Regions from separate parts of the Zea mays genome. Here region 1 is linked to region 2. The links are chromatin contacts, called in public Hi-C maps. All regions are on one chromosome and are shown on one strand. Each heading gives the region's core, a stretch centred on a gene start, on an enhancer-like site or on the middle of the called end of the contact. The rest is flanking DNA. Distances are from core to core; before and after follow the strand shown. Region 1 holds the start of LOC103654324 (tryptamine hydroxycinnamoyltransferase 1). Region 2 holds the start of LOC100283677.

Region 1 (6,307 bases), core at 2,129-4,628, 170 kb before region 2:
ATGCCTGATGCTAACATATATAATGTGCTGATCAGTGGCCTATGCAAGAAACGGATGCTTTCTGCAGCTAAGAACCTTCTTGAAGAGATGCTTGAGCAAAAAGTCCAGCCTGATAAATTTATATATACTACTCTGATTGATGGGTTCGTTAGGAGTGACAAACTCAGTGATGCGAGGAAAATATTCGAATTCATGGAAGAAAAAGCCTGCCCTGATATTGTTGCCTACAATGTTATGATAAAAGGATATTGTAAGTTTGGAATGATGAAAGAGGCGGTTACATGCATGAGCAGCATGAGAAAGGCTGGGTGTATCCCAGATGAGTTTACATATACTACACTTGTCGATGGCTACGCTAAAAAAGGTGACATAAGTGCATCACTTAGGCTTTTATGTGATATGATGAAGCGAAGATGCAAGCCGAATATTTTTACATATGCATCACTAATATGTGGATACTGCAACATCGGTGACACATACAGTGCAGAAGATTTATTTGCAAAGATGCAGTCTGAGGGTCTATTTCCCAATGTTGTACACTACACAGTTCTAATTGGTAGTCTCTTTAAGAAAGATAAAGTGATCCAAGCTGCAGCGTACTTTGAGCATATGCTGCTTAACCATTGCCCTCCTAATGATGCTACAGTGCATTATTTAGTGAATGGGCTCGTAAACTGTAGGCACGGTATGGTCAACTCAAACCGCAGTGATACTAAACAGGCTCACGAGAAGAGTGCCCTTTTAGATGTATTCAGGGGATTGATTTCTGATGGATTGGACCCAAGGATTTCAGCGTACAATGCTATAATCTTCAGCTTGTGTAGACATAATATGCTTGGGAAGGCAATGGACCTGAAAGATAAGATGTCTAACAAAGGCTGCTTGCCAGACCCTATAACCTTCCTTTCACTTCTTTATGGATTTTCTTCTGCTGGAGAATCAGGGAAATGGAGGAGTGCCTTACCTAATGAATTTCAGCAGGATGAATTTGAGATAATCACCAAGTACATGGCATTATTCAATCAGCATGTAACTAGTTCAGTTGTAGGTGAAGTCTCTAGGATTTTACAGTTATATTCTGAGGAGTTTCAGTTCCTCAAACAACCAGAGCAGAGATTCGCTGGTTCCTGACCCCCACAATGTCATGGTTTACCTGGCACTTGGAATCAAGGTATAACAAGAAGAATAGCATGGTTTGAAATGCCAAGGAAGCTCCTGACAGGGTGTTTCCTCCAGCAATGAATTTCAAGACCGCAAGTGCAATCTGCAAGGCAAAGTTTCCGGTGGGGATCGTCCTTGAAGGTAGCAATCAGTGCACAGTTTGCCTTTTTTATATATATAACTTTAACAATGCATTTTACAGCTTCTTTATCTGATATTTTAAAAGCTCTTCCACTGAATGCAAGTAGAGGAATGCCATATATGAGGTGTCTGAGGAAGGAGACTGTAACACTAGTGATTTGTTTACCCCCAACCCAATGCTACAGAGACTAAAGTTGGATTTGTTTTAGCTTACCACAATTTCTCAACATCTTTTCCCTAATCAATTAAAATATTATATAATTTTTTTTCTCTCTTGTATCTGGTCGTTGCCTTGTTGATAAATTGGTTTTTCTGGGGAAACCAGTCAACCTATTCTAACCACACACACACAAAAAAACATGCTTTCAATGACATCACAGTTCACATGCATTGAGACGCAAAGTCACATAAGAATCAGCCATCAGGGAATCATGCTTGCAAGTGTTAACGCGCAAGATCGAGCACTGAAACGCATTGATGAACAAAAATCTGAGCAACTATATGCTGCTCTGCATCTGCATTTGGTTCCCCCTCTTTATATTAGAAAGGTACACTAACAGACTAAGGTTCCTGTTTGTTTCCTTCTTCCAGGATTATAACTCTTGGACTCTCCTTTTCAGGTACGCGAATTAAATCAGCCGCTCCCTCGTTACAGCCAGCAGCACTGTTGAAACTTTTTCCCCCCCACCTGTAATGTTAGACATTAGCCAAAAACATAAAGTTATTTCCCGTCTGCATATATACTTGTGTACATAGCTGCTGACCCCATACCGAGCTTCTGACCGTGTTAGCATCTAGCGCAAGAGGCATCCCGCATGACAATAGAACTGTTTTACGGATCATCACCACCACTAGAAGTCGGAGCGGCGTGTCCCAACCCCAAAAATATTCTGTTTTCATCTAGTATAAAACCTGTCTACTGGACGCAAGAGGGACCTGGCAAAATTACTTGAATGCAATCCTGATGTTTTCTTCACCGTCGGCAGCTTGAACCTTTACCGCTGATGTCAGCATTGCGCAGCGCAATATTTGATATGTCTACATATGCTGTGCGGTGGAATTGTTCAGATGTGCGTATCATCAGTGTTATTTACAGAAAAATAGAAATATTTCCATCTGTAATTTATTTCCTCTTGAGAAAGGCTCCGCGGTGACTTCGGCGTCAGATTTTATTGGGCCGTGGCGTGGAATGGACTGTACTGCAAGCCTCACGAGAAGTGCAACGCAAATGGGTCCCGTTCTCGCGGGCAGGCCCACGACACAGATGGGTAGAGGAGAGTCAACAGTTGGAGTCACCAGGGTGCCGTTTGGTTCAAAAAATGTAACGCAAATGGTAATGGTAATGGTTTCGGCTCGATTACTGGCGCTAACAAATTTGAATATGCTGGTATCAAATTTTAGTGTGGTATTTGATTACGGTTAGACTAAAACAAACATGATTTAACGTTATCCGTTACCCATTACGTTACAAATATGTAAACCAAACGCCCTACAGGTTTCTTTTCCTCAGTTCAGTGGTTGGTGTCGCATGGCATGACCATGACGACGCCATCTCGCACACAAGTTTGACCTCTGCTGCATGCAGATTGCAGACACGTAGCGCGCGGTTGGTGTCGTCGTGGTCCCCCGGTCCCGCACGCAGGCATGCACGACTGTGCGTACACCCAGGCCAGGGCCAGTAGACGACCGTGGACCAGGGGCACGTAGTAGGGCCAAGAACAGCATGCATGCATTGGGAACGAACTCGCGGGTGGTCGTGCTCCTGGCCTCCTGCGTCGTCCTCATCAGGTTCAGGTGACGTCTCCCTATCCGACTATTCCTTTGGCACCGTTTGGACGATCGCGGCCAAGCACGTCAACCATTGCATGCAGACTGCAGTGCACCTCTCGCTCCCTGATCTGACCCCTCTCTCTGTCTGTCTGTATACAGGCACGCATTTACGAGGACGCACGGATCGATGCATGGCGAGCTTGAGCTATTTGGCACACCAACCACCACCGCGCGCACTCCAGTCTCCAGACCAGACCGAAACACATGCAGGGTTCAGTTCAGTGTTCAGACACGACGAGGTTTCCACGGCACACACACACTATATATAGACTGCCATTGCCTACACACTGTGGGCACCACCACCACCATCTTTTGCACTCTCTCAAGTCACAAAGCTTCCCTACGTACTCACAAGTCACAAGGGTTAGCAGTTAGCTACCTAGCTCAAGCTCGCCAGCCAGCATCATGGACGTGCAGGTGCAGCGGAGCTTCGTGATACCCGCGCCGCAGTCGGAGCCGTCGGCGGAGGTGCCGCTGACGGTGTTCGACCTCGTCGCGCCCGCCTACCACGTCACCGTGCTGTTCGCCTACGCCGCGCCCAACCCCACCGACGCCGCCCTCCTGGACGCGCTCGCCGCCACGCTCCCGCGCTTCCCGCTCCTCACCGCGCGCCTCGTCGTCGCCGACGCCGACGAGCGCCGACGCCCGTTCTTCGTCACGGGGAGAGGCGGCGCGGGCGCGCTCGTTGTCGAGGCCACCGTGGCGTCCGCGCTCTCCGACCACCTCCCGCTCGCGCCCGCGCCGGAGCTCGCGCGCCTGCACGTGCCGGTCGGCGGCGACGTGGCTCCGCCGCCACCGCACATGCTCATGCTCCAGATCAACCGCTTCGCGTGCGGGGGCCTCGTCATCGCCTCGTCCTCGTACCACCAGGCCGCGGACGGCTACTCCATGTCCACCTTCTTCCACGCGTGGGCCGACGCCGTCCGCGCCAACAACAAACACGACACTCTACTACCGGCGGCGCCGCCGGCACCGGCGCCGTACGGCCCGGGCGCCATCACGCCGCGCCGGCCGCCGCGGTGCGAGTTCGAGCACCGCGGCACCGAGTTCCTGCGCGCCGAGGACGCCGCCGCCGGCAGGCCGGCGCCGGCCCGGGTGGACCCTTCGGAGATCGCCAACGTGCTGCTGCACCTCCCGAGCGACTTCGTGGCGGCGCTCAAGGCCTCAGCTGCGCCGCCGCAGGGACAGGGCCGGTGGTACACGACCTTCGAGGCCGTGTCGGCGCACCTGTGGCGGAAGATCACGCTGGCGCGCGGGCGCGCCGACGACGCGTCGCGCACGGCGCTGAACGCGGCGGTGAACGGCCGCGCGCGCCTCGGCGCCGACGCCCTGGCGCGGGGCTTCTTCGGCAACGCGGTCCTCACGGCGAGCGCCGCCACCTGCGCCCGGGACCTGGCGCGGGGCGCCCTGGCCGACGCGGCGGCGCTGATCCGCGCGGCCGTGCGCGCGCGCGACCGCCAGTACTTCCAGTCCTTCGTCGACTTCGGGGAGCTGCACCTGCACGGCGGCGAGGAGCTGCTGGAGCCCACGGTCGGGGACGAGGACAACGTGCTGCTCCCGGACGTCGCGTCCGACAGCTGGCTGCACCTGGAGCTGCACCGCCTGGACTTTGGGTGCGGCGGACGGCTGGCCGGGATCCTGCCGGCGAAGGTCCCGCTGGACGGGGTGGTCGTGCTCATACCCAGCCTGCGGAAAGGAGGCGGCGTCGACGCGTTCGTGGCGCTGTGGGACAAGCATGCCAAGGAGCTTATGGATATTGCTTACACCATGGACTAGAAAACAACTCCGTGTCACTCATGGAGGATGAAAACACACACGTCGCCACCAAAATTATTTACTGCCTAAGCATGCGGGAAAGGAATAATATATATATTTCTCACAAGTCAATAAAGTTTTATTTAAATATATACAGTACTAATTATGTCCGAAATTCTCAACATATATGGTTGATACGAAAAAATGGAATAGAGGATAAGCGTGTTGTTCTATATATGCAAAGTTGTCTAGGTTTGTCATCTTAATCCAGCTAGGTCGGGTCACTCAAGGCAGCTAGCTAGGCTGCCGTACAGATCTGTCCAGATCAATTCCCTCATGTGAAGTCAGTTCGATAGCTTTCCGGATCAGGCCGTCCAGGCCGAACCCAGATTGAGTAACTTTACAGAGCAACTTTACAACGTAACGTTCCCTCAATCAGCACCCTCCAGCTACCATCTGACGGCTATAGAGATTTCCAAGCTAGCACTCTGGCTTTTCCCATTGCCCCACGCCAACAAGAGAAGGACGCGGGAACAGCGTCGCATTTAGTCGCGTTCCCGCCAACTTGCTCCGTACTGCTCGCGCATCCGCCGCGGCGGACTCCTCACTGCCGCTCCACGCCGTTTTCCTCACTGTTGCCGTGCGGCGTCGTCTTCCTCAGCACCGCTCCTCTGTCGCGCCGCCTGACGTCCGCCTAGCTGCGCCGCCCGTCGTCCGGTGCCCAGCCGCGCCGCCCTCCGCGCCTCTCCTGGAAGAGTTCTCTCGTGTCAGGCTATATCCAGGTACAAGATTTTTATATTTTCTGGTTTGTCAATTTTTTTGGGTTACAGAACTAGTTGATGTGTGTCTCAGAGAACAAATTTGTGCAATTGTGAGTGGTGTACAAGGCCATGGTAGAATTAAACAAGGGACTCCTAAAGTTGGTTTAAGGTTCAAAAGTGCAGATGAGGCTTGGCAGTTTTGGTTGGCATATGGTGGTCGCACAGGCTTTGATGTGAGGAAAAGATACACAAATGTAAGCACCTTTGATCGTAAGGTGACCTCATGCAGATTTGTTTGTTCCAATGAGGGCTTCCGAAGGAAAGGGCAAACAAATCATGTGCCAAAGTGCTTTAGAGCTGAAACAAGAACTGATTGCAAAGCTCGAATGAGCCTTATATTGGATCGAGGTGCAGGAAATTATGAAGTCACAGATGTTATGCTTGAACACAATCACCTTCTTCACTTGCCAGAAACTCGGCACTTGATGGCATCGCAGAGAAAAATTTCAGAATTGCAAGCTTTTGAAATAGAGACTGCGGATGATTCTGGAATTAGACCAAAAGCTGCACATGAGTTGGCTAGTCGTCAAGTTGGTGGATCACTTAACCTTAGCTACACTTGCCGTGATCGCAAAAATTACTTGCAAAGCAAACGGCAG
Region 2 (6,446 bases), core at 990-3,489:
ATCCCCATCTGACGAGACAATGAATGTGTATGTGTGTGTCTGTGTGTGTTAGGCATATCTCTATGAATGTCGTAGACCAATGACGAAACATACCGTTGCTTTGCTTACTTGAAGGGAGACGAGGATGTTGGCAAGGGCCTGCCCGTACGTATCGTGGAAATGAACGGCAATCTTGTCCACCGGGACAAACGACATGACAGCTTGAAGCATAGCAACCACGCTACCTGAGGCAGAGACGTTTGCAAATCGCAGTGAGTATAGTTTTTGGCCGGTCTCTCCACGTACTGTCCAGAAAACGACTGAGAGCCACGAACGGGTTCGGCATAGCATAGGCAGAGAGAACCAGTAGTACACCTGGTGTCCCGACACCAGTCGTGTCGCCGAGCGAGATCTCCGAGCAGCCCATGGTATACAGCTCCTTAGCTACGTACGCCACCTTCGCCGGATCGGTTGCGCCTCCAACGGGGCAAGCAATCACACATGACACGTACCTGAGAGACCAACAGAGGAATTCAGACCACATCACACGGACTTGAAGAGGCGGGAAAGAAAGAAAGAAAAATCGATCGACTCACTTACCCCCGGATGCTTAGCCCGTGTTTCTTGGCAGCCGCTGTGACGCCGCGGTACCGAGCAAGGCTCTCCTCGATGGTGCAGTTGATGTTGGACCTGGAGAAGGATTCAGACGCGGACGCGAAGACCGCGATTTCCTTCGCGCCGGCTGCGATGGCAGCCTCGAACCCCTGGAAAAGCGCTCGACTCATGATTCATCATGCACAGACCGTACCCACACCTTCTTCTCGACTCTACTAGTAGTAGCAGAATACACGTAGGTTTCTTAGAGGAAAAAGGAAAACGGTGGCGGAGTAGATCTCACTCTGAGGTTAGGTGTTAGCACCGGGTACCGCACGCCTGGCTCCTGCTTTATACCCTTCAGCACCTCCTCTGCGTCGGCTAGCTGCAGTTGCCAAACGTACTGTGCTAGATAAGAACTTGATGACCTTTTTTTTCCATGGAAGAGCCATGGCACTATGGTAGTAGGCTACATGCACGTCACCTGCGGCACCCACTTTGGGGAGACGAAGCTGGTGGCCTCGACAACCGACAGGCCCGCGCCGACCAGCTTGTGTATCAGCTGGATCTTCACGGACGCCGGGACGTTGCCCTTCTCGTTCTGCAGGCCGTCCCGAGGCCCCACCTCCACTATCTTCACGAACCTCGGCAGCTCCCACATGACCTGGGTGAGGGACGTACTGTCGGTCGATCGATCGACAAGCTAGGCTGGCTGATGCGGTGGGGGTGCAAAGGCGAAAAATACCTTGCGAGGGAGATCTCTAAGCTCCACTGCATCGCGTGATGGATCGGCGGCCTGGCGGCACTGCGGGTGCCAGGGATAGGAGGAGTTGCTGCCATGATGGAAGGCCATCTGATGGCTGCCATTGTTGCAGGAGCTGCTGCTGTATCTGAAAGCCGAGCAAACAATTACGAACTTCAAACAACCAAAAGCATTCGGCAGAACGCACGGACGAACGAACGACACTGCTGCTGGCGGTCTCACCCCATCTGGGGGCCTTGATGAGTTGTGCACGTCAACTGCTCATAGTGATATAGTATCCATACCATACGTATATGGCTACACTTACTTGCCAGTGCTGTGGTCGTCGTCGTCGGCCGGTGGCCTCCGAGCGCCCAGCGACACGAACCGCCCGAGTCTGTTAATACTCAACTTAGGCAGGTCTCCGAGACCCAGCGGCTCCTCGAGGCTCGACATCCTTCCTGAGAAGAACAGGGAATCCATAAGCTCAATTTCGTTCGTCGTGGACTAGAGTACCTTGTCCGTCTCAGCAAGTCGCTCGGCCTTGGTGGTGTCGGCTTCCGTTTCGATGATGAATCAGTTGCGGTACGAAACAGAACCACAAACCCCAGCTAGGCAGTAAGAAGCGAGCAGCGAAGCTGCGGCGGTGATGAGCTTGCGCAGTACCTGGACGATCGGCGGCCGGTCGATCGTCGACGAGCACGAGGGAGGGTCGCTCCTGGATCCGGTGGTGGACGGACGGTCGTCGGTCGAGGGAGGGAAAAGGGGGGAAGACGTGCGGAGTCAGCCAGGCACCGAATTGGACCCGAGAGGAAGGTAATAGGGTGAGGGGGTGGGCGCTCGGCTTTGCTGGAGTCGGACGCGACCGGCGGCCGAACTGCGCTCGCTCTCTCGTCTGGTGGGTGAGGCGGGGGGCGGAGATGGGGGAGGGGAGGGCGCAGCAGCTTCGCTTTTCTTCCTCCCGCCCGCAGGCGGCCTTGCCTCAGCCCGTCCGTCCGTCAGCGTATCCCACGGTCCCACCGACGAGAGAGAGAGGGAGAGGAATGGAGGAGGAAGCGAGGAAGAGCCAACCGTGGGCCTGGTCCACCGACAGGGCCCCACGGCGTCGTGGGGGGCGTGAGACCGGTGCAGCGTGTGGCGCCGCGGCGGGACGCGTGAGAAGAAGTGGTGGGCGGGTGGGTTGGGTAGTTTTCAGGTGGGTGGGCAGCCACGGCCCACGGCCTCAACCTAACCTCCTCTCCTCCACAGGCCACAGCACGAGCCCACGACCTCTTTCTTATTACCGGGTCCGTCTCGGACCGGACCGGAGTCGGAGACGCTGGTTTGGATCCGTTAGAACCTTCTACTCCAGGACCCAGTAAGAAGTTAAATACTCCCAGATCGTTGGGATCCCGCGTTAACGGGCGAATGGGTTCTCGGTACGAGACGCCTCCGTCTAGTTAGTTTTGGATCCCCACCCATCCAATCCAACACAAACCGAATCCGTAGACGATCATACGTGAGGTGGAAGGCCGCCGCGGATGTGAACATCACGAGACATCTTGCATCCACACCCGATTCGCAGATATGGAGCGGTTCGACGAGGCCGGTTTGGGCCCAATCGCACATTTATTAGCGGCGGGAGGGAGATATGTGACAGCACAGCACACATCTTTTTTTTATAAAAAAAATCAGTACGTTGACCTGAATAAAATCCGGCAGCCATATACTATTTTTGCAACGTGCTGGGGATGACAAATGACACAACGTGTCCATTACTAGTTTATTACTATCTCCGTCACACAAACAACAATATATATGCAGCAGACTGTAAATATGATAGTGTACAATACCGCTTTATATTATAGACTGCGTTATTTATATATTGGAGTTTGAAATATAAGATCGGGATAGAAATTAGGATAGAAGAGATGCGGAAGACGGGCTTACATCTAAGAAGTTCAATTGTTGATACGGTAAACTAGGACAGAGCAGAGATTGAATAGCATCGTCAAGTTCTCAACATAAAAGAGAGAGCGTGTTGGAGGAAAAAAATAATTGAGGGCAACATATTTCGAGGCATCAAGAGGGACAAAAATAAGAGTGGGAAAAGGGAGGGGAAAAAAACAAGAACCGGTCAGGCTAGTCCCCAAATTGACGAGGCCAATTTGCCTGCGTCGGCCCAGCCCACCAAGCGTGGCCGTGGAAACTGTGGACGAACCGCCAGATCGGTTTCCTATTCCGTCTTCAGTTTAGACTAGGTATATACCCGTGCGTTGCTACGGAATCAACACATTTTATTAACATACATTGAGATTAATACATTTTATTAAGATACATTGAGATTGTGAATACAAATGTGAATATCGATTGTCCCCAAGCGAACGTAGATGGATGGGTTGTCCTCGGTTGCAGTCGATCTTAGTTGGGTAGCTCGTCGCTACGGCTATATATCACATAGTTAAATCTTATTTAAATGGAATAATTATTCAAACACGTCCAAATCTTTACAATAAAGTACCATAAAGATAATTCAATACATTTCTATTGCAATCATTTGAATACTAAGGCAAATGCAAAGGATTGAGAACTCATAATAAAGTATCAATTGTTTCTGTGCATACAAGCTTAGTGGTCCAAAGGTAGCTAGCAAGTGGTACCCATATAAGAGTATATTAGTCTGGGTGGCTCCATGATAATGACACCAATCTAGAGTTCTGTATTGCACCTGCTAGAGTCCAATGAATCAAGCTTACCAAAGTTTTAGTTTAAAACAGACAGTTTAACCTTCATTCAGAAATCAGAAGCACTGAACCCGGTAACAGTTCTTCTGAAGATTTTTTTCTCTCATACAGGAAATATTGGCAAACATTCATTTATAGAGAATTGTTATTACCGAAAAATAGGTTATTCTAAATGCAGCATGTGATTCAGTCCAACGATAGGAAAAAATCCAGGCACACTTTTTTCATACTTCATGTCCGGTCCAAATTGGGGTCTTCCAATTTGATTGTGGTAAAGCACAAAAGTAGGTGTGCCGGATATTGAACAAATGAAAAATCCAGCATTTACAAATTGTGGAACATGACATACATTCAGGTTGCACGACTGCTGCCATTAAAAATGAATGTATACTATTTAGACCATTTACAAATTGTGATGTGAAAACCTTCTGCAACATAAAAAGTGGGCCAACAGGGTAAATAGAGTCGACTCACACAACTTCTTTAGTTTCAGTACAATCTTTGCTTACACAAAACAATCAGCCGAAGGTAAAATCTTACACACTCTAGTTGCAAAGTGAGCAGGATTAGTAGACACCATCCGCAGTCGAGTAAAGCTTTCTTTTGTTCTGCCCATCAAAACCAAACTGTTGCTTTCTCTGTCGAGTCGATGGACTTTGTCTCACAAGGCACAGGGAAAAGATATCTTTAGAGCCCCTAAGATTACACATTAAAGATTATTAAAGCTCAGATGCAAAACCAAGGATGAAATTACTTTTCTTCATTGTGGTGAACAAGAAAAAAGTGCCAAAATTTTGACGAGTCACATAGATTAAACAATAGACAAGAAGATACCCAGAGGGCTCAATCCATAGAAGTATATGATCCCCTGGATGGAGCGGGTAACTAAACAAAAAAGTAAGGTAGAAGTGTCAGATCTAGAACATCAGTTAATAGGTAGTATTCTGACTAAACAACACAAAGTATTATGTTCGATATTACCATCGTGCGGAGGATTATGATGATTCTTATTATTATCACAAGTACAATACAATTATCAGGAATTAATATGTGCATTTCTGAAAAAGTACCAAAGTCATGCATACTGGTATACATGGGCCATGACAGGAAATTCACTGCAAGGATTTAAATAATCGTCGTGTATTCAAAATAGCATAAAGGTTTCAGTTTTCCCAATGTTGCATAGCAAAAAAAACACTAACCAGACTGTGGGTTTGGAAGATATATTGTGCCGGTAGAAGACACCTAACAGGTTGCAGAGGCGATTCTGTCCTAAGTTTCCATGATACATCCGGAGCTCCTAGTCAGTTCGCATTTGATATTCAAGCCTACATGTGCAGAAAAGGGAGGAATCATAACAAGTTGATTTAGTAGTGAGAAACAGTGCTTCAAACACGCTATGCATAGGGGAAAAGGTAAAATGGAAAAACTATTTGCAGATCGAACAAATATATTTACTGGAGACAAACAAGCCATATGTATACCTTGCTCGCAATGTTGCTGGACAGCCAGTCCAGGCCTCGTACAGACCCTCGCCAGTTGTGGCACAAGTGCTCTGGATGTACCTATCAGCAAGAACACAAACAACACGATAAGTCAATGCAAGCTATGATCACATAAGTAGCTTCCTAGTCACAGATGCTTTACAAAGTACATAACTGTTGTTTAGTTGCTTACCAGTGTCGCTGGCGCAGGGAGTGTAATCCAAGCTTGTCAGTGATCTCAGCAGCATTCATGGCATTAGGAAGATCTTGCTTGTTGGCGAAAACAAGCAGCACAGCATCACGTAGCTCATCCTGCCATACAAACAAAATGAATTTCATTTCACTATCACAAAATTTGTATTTTCAAGAGAATTTGTCTTATTTTCATTAGAGTACTGTAGACCAAAGATCTATACGATATATTCAAGATTACTCAGGCACCAAGGCAAGGTGTGGTGAGACACCGCTTCCAATCGCCTAGGCAGTTCCTAGGTGATCATAAAGTGAGGCAAGAAGATGCCATATGATTATAAGAAACTTTAAAGCAACAGCACAAAGGAAAGAAAAGGACAAGACCCTAAGTCCCAGCCCACCAGCCCATATATCCTTCCTGGCATATTGTGTGACCTACCTGTTCCCTCAGCCCTCCCCATGATAAGCATTCCAGGTTGCCGCTGCCACTGCCCCTCTCCCGTTCTCCATTTGCGCTCGCCCGCAACCCCTTCCTCCCTACCGCTTCCTCTCCCCTGCCTCACTGCTGGTGCTGGTCCCCTTCCAGATCCCCTCCAGTTGCCATTAGATCGCAGATCAAGGGTTGCTGACTGCTGCTGCCCCTGCCAGATGCCTGATGTTGCAGAAGTTTGTGATGGCCATAGCGTCTAGAGCCGATGGGGATAGAAGCAGAGACAAGTGCTTGGCCTTCCC

Evidence for each region. Hi-C and Micro-C count contacts between places; a contact is called where the count stands out from the background.
Region 1: a contact with region 2 is called in a Hi-C map of ear, with 2.2 times the contacts expected there. The contact joins the promoter of LOC103654324 here to the promoter of LOC100283677 in region 2. A contact is called at or near these places in 4 of 25 Hi-C or Micro-C datasets (ear, leaf and tassel) and 1 of 3 datasets of contacts at active chromatin or transcription factors (leaf).

Annotation. Positions count from the first base shown.
Region 1 is chr4:192,243,314-192,249,620 of Zm-B73-REFERENCE-NAM-5.0, reverse strand. It overlaps LOC103654324 (tryptamine hydroxycinnamoyltransferase 1), which reads left to right and starts at 3,378. Exons shown (of 1, transcript XM_008681169.4): 1 at 3,378-5,046. The coding sequence starts at 3,538. The coding sequence ends at 4,908. LOC103654325 (pentatricopeptide repeat-containing protein At1g52620) reads left to right here. Exons shown (of 2, transcript XM_035967483.1): 1 at 1-1,302; 2 at 1,894-2,278. The coding sequence ends at 1,131.
Region 2 is chr4:192,076,302-192,082,747 of Zm-B73-REFERENCE-NAM-5.0, reverse strand. LOC100283677 reads right to left here and starts at 2,239. Exons shown (of 9, transcript NM_001156578.2): 1 at 1,982-2,239; 2 at 1,644-1,776; 3 at 1,319-1,463; 4 at 1,058-1,237; 5 at 878-958; 6 at 580-743; 7 at 355-491; 8 at 109-224; 9 at 1-8. The coding sequence starts at 1,771. It also overlaps the pseudogene LOC109945601.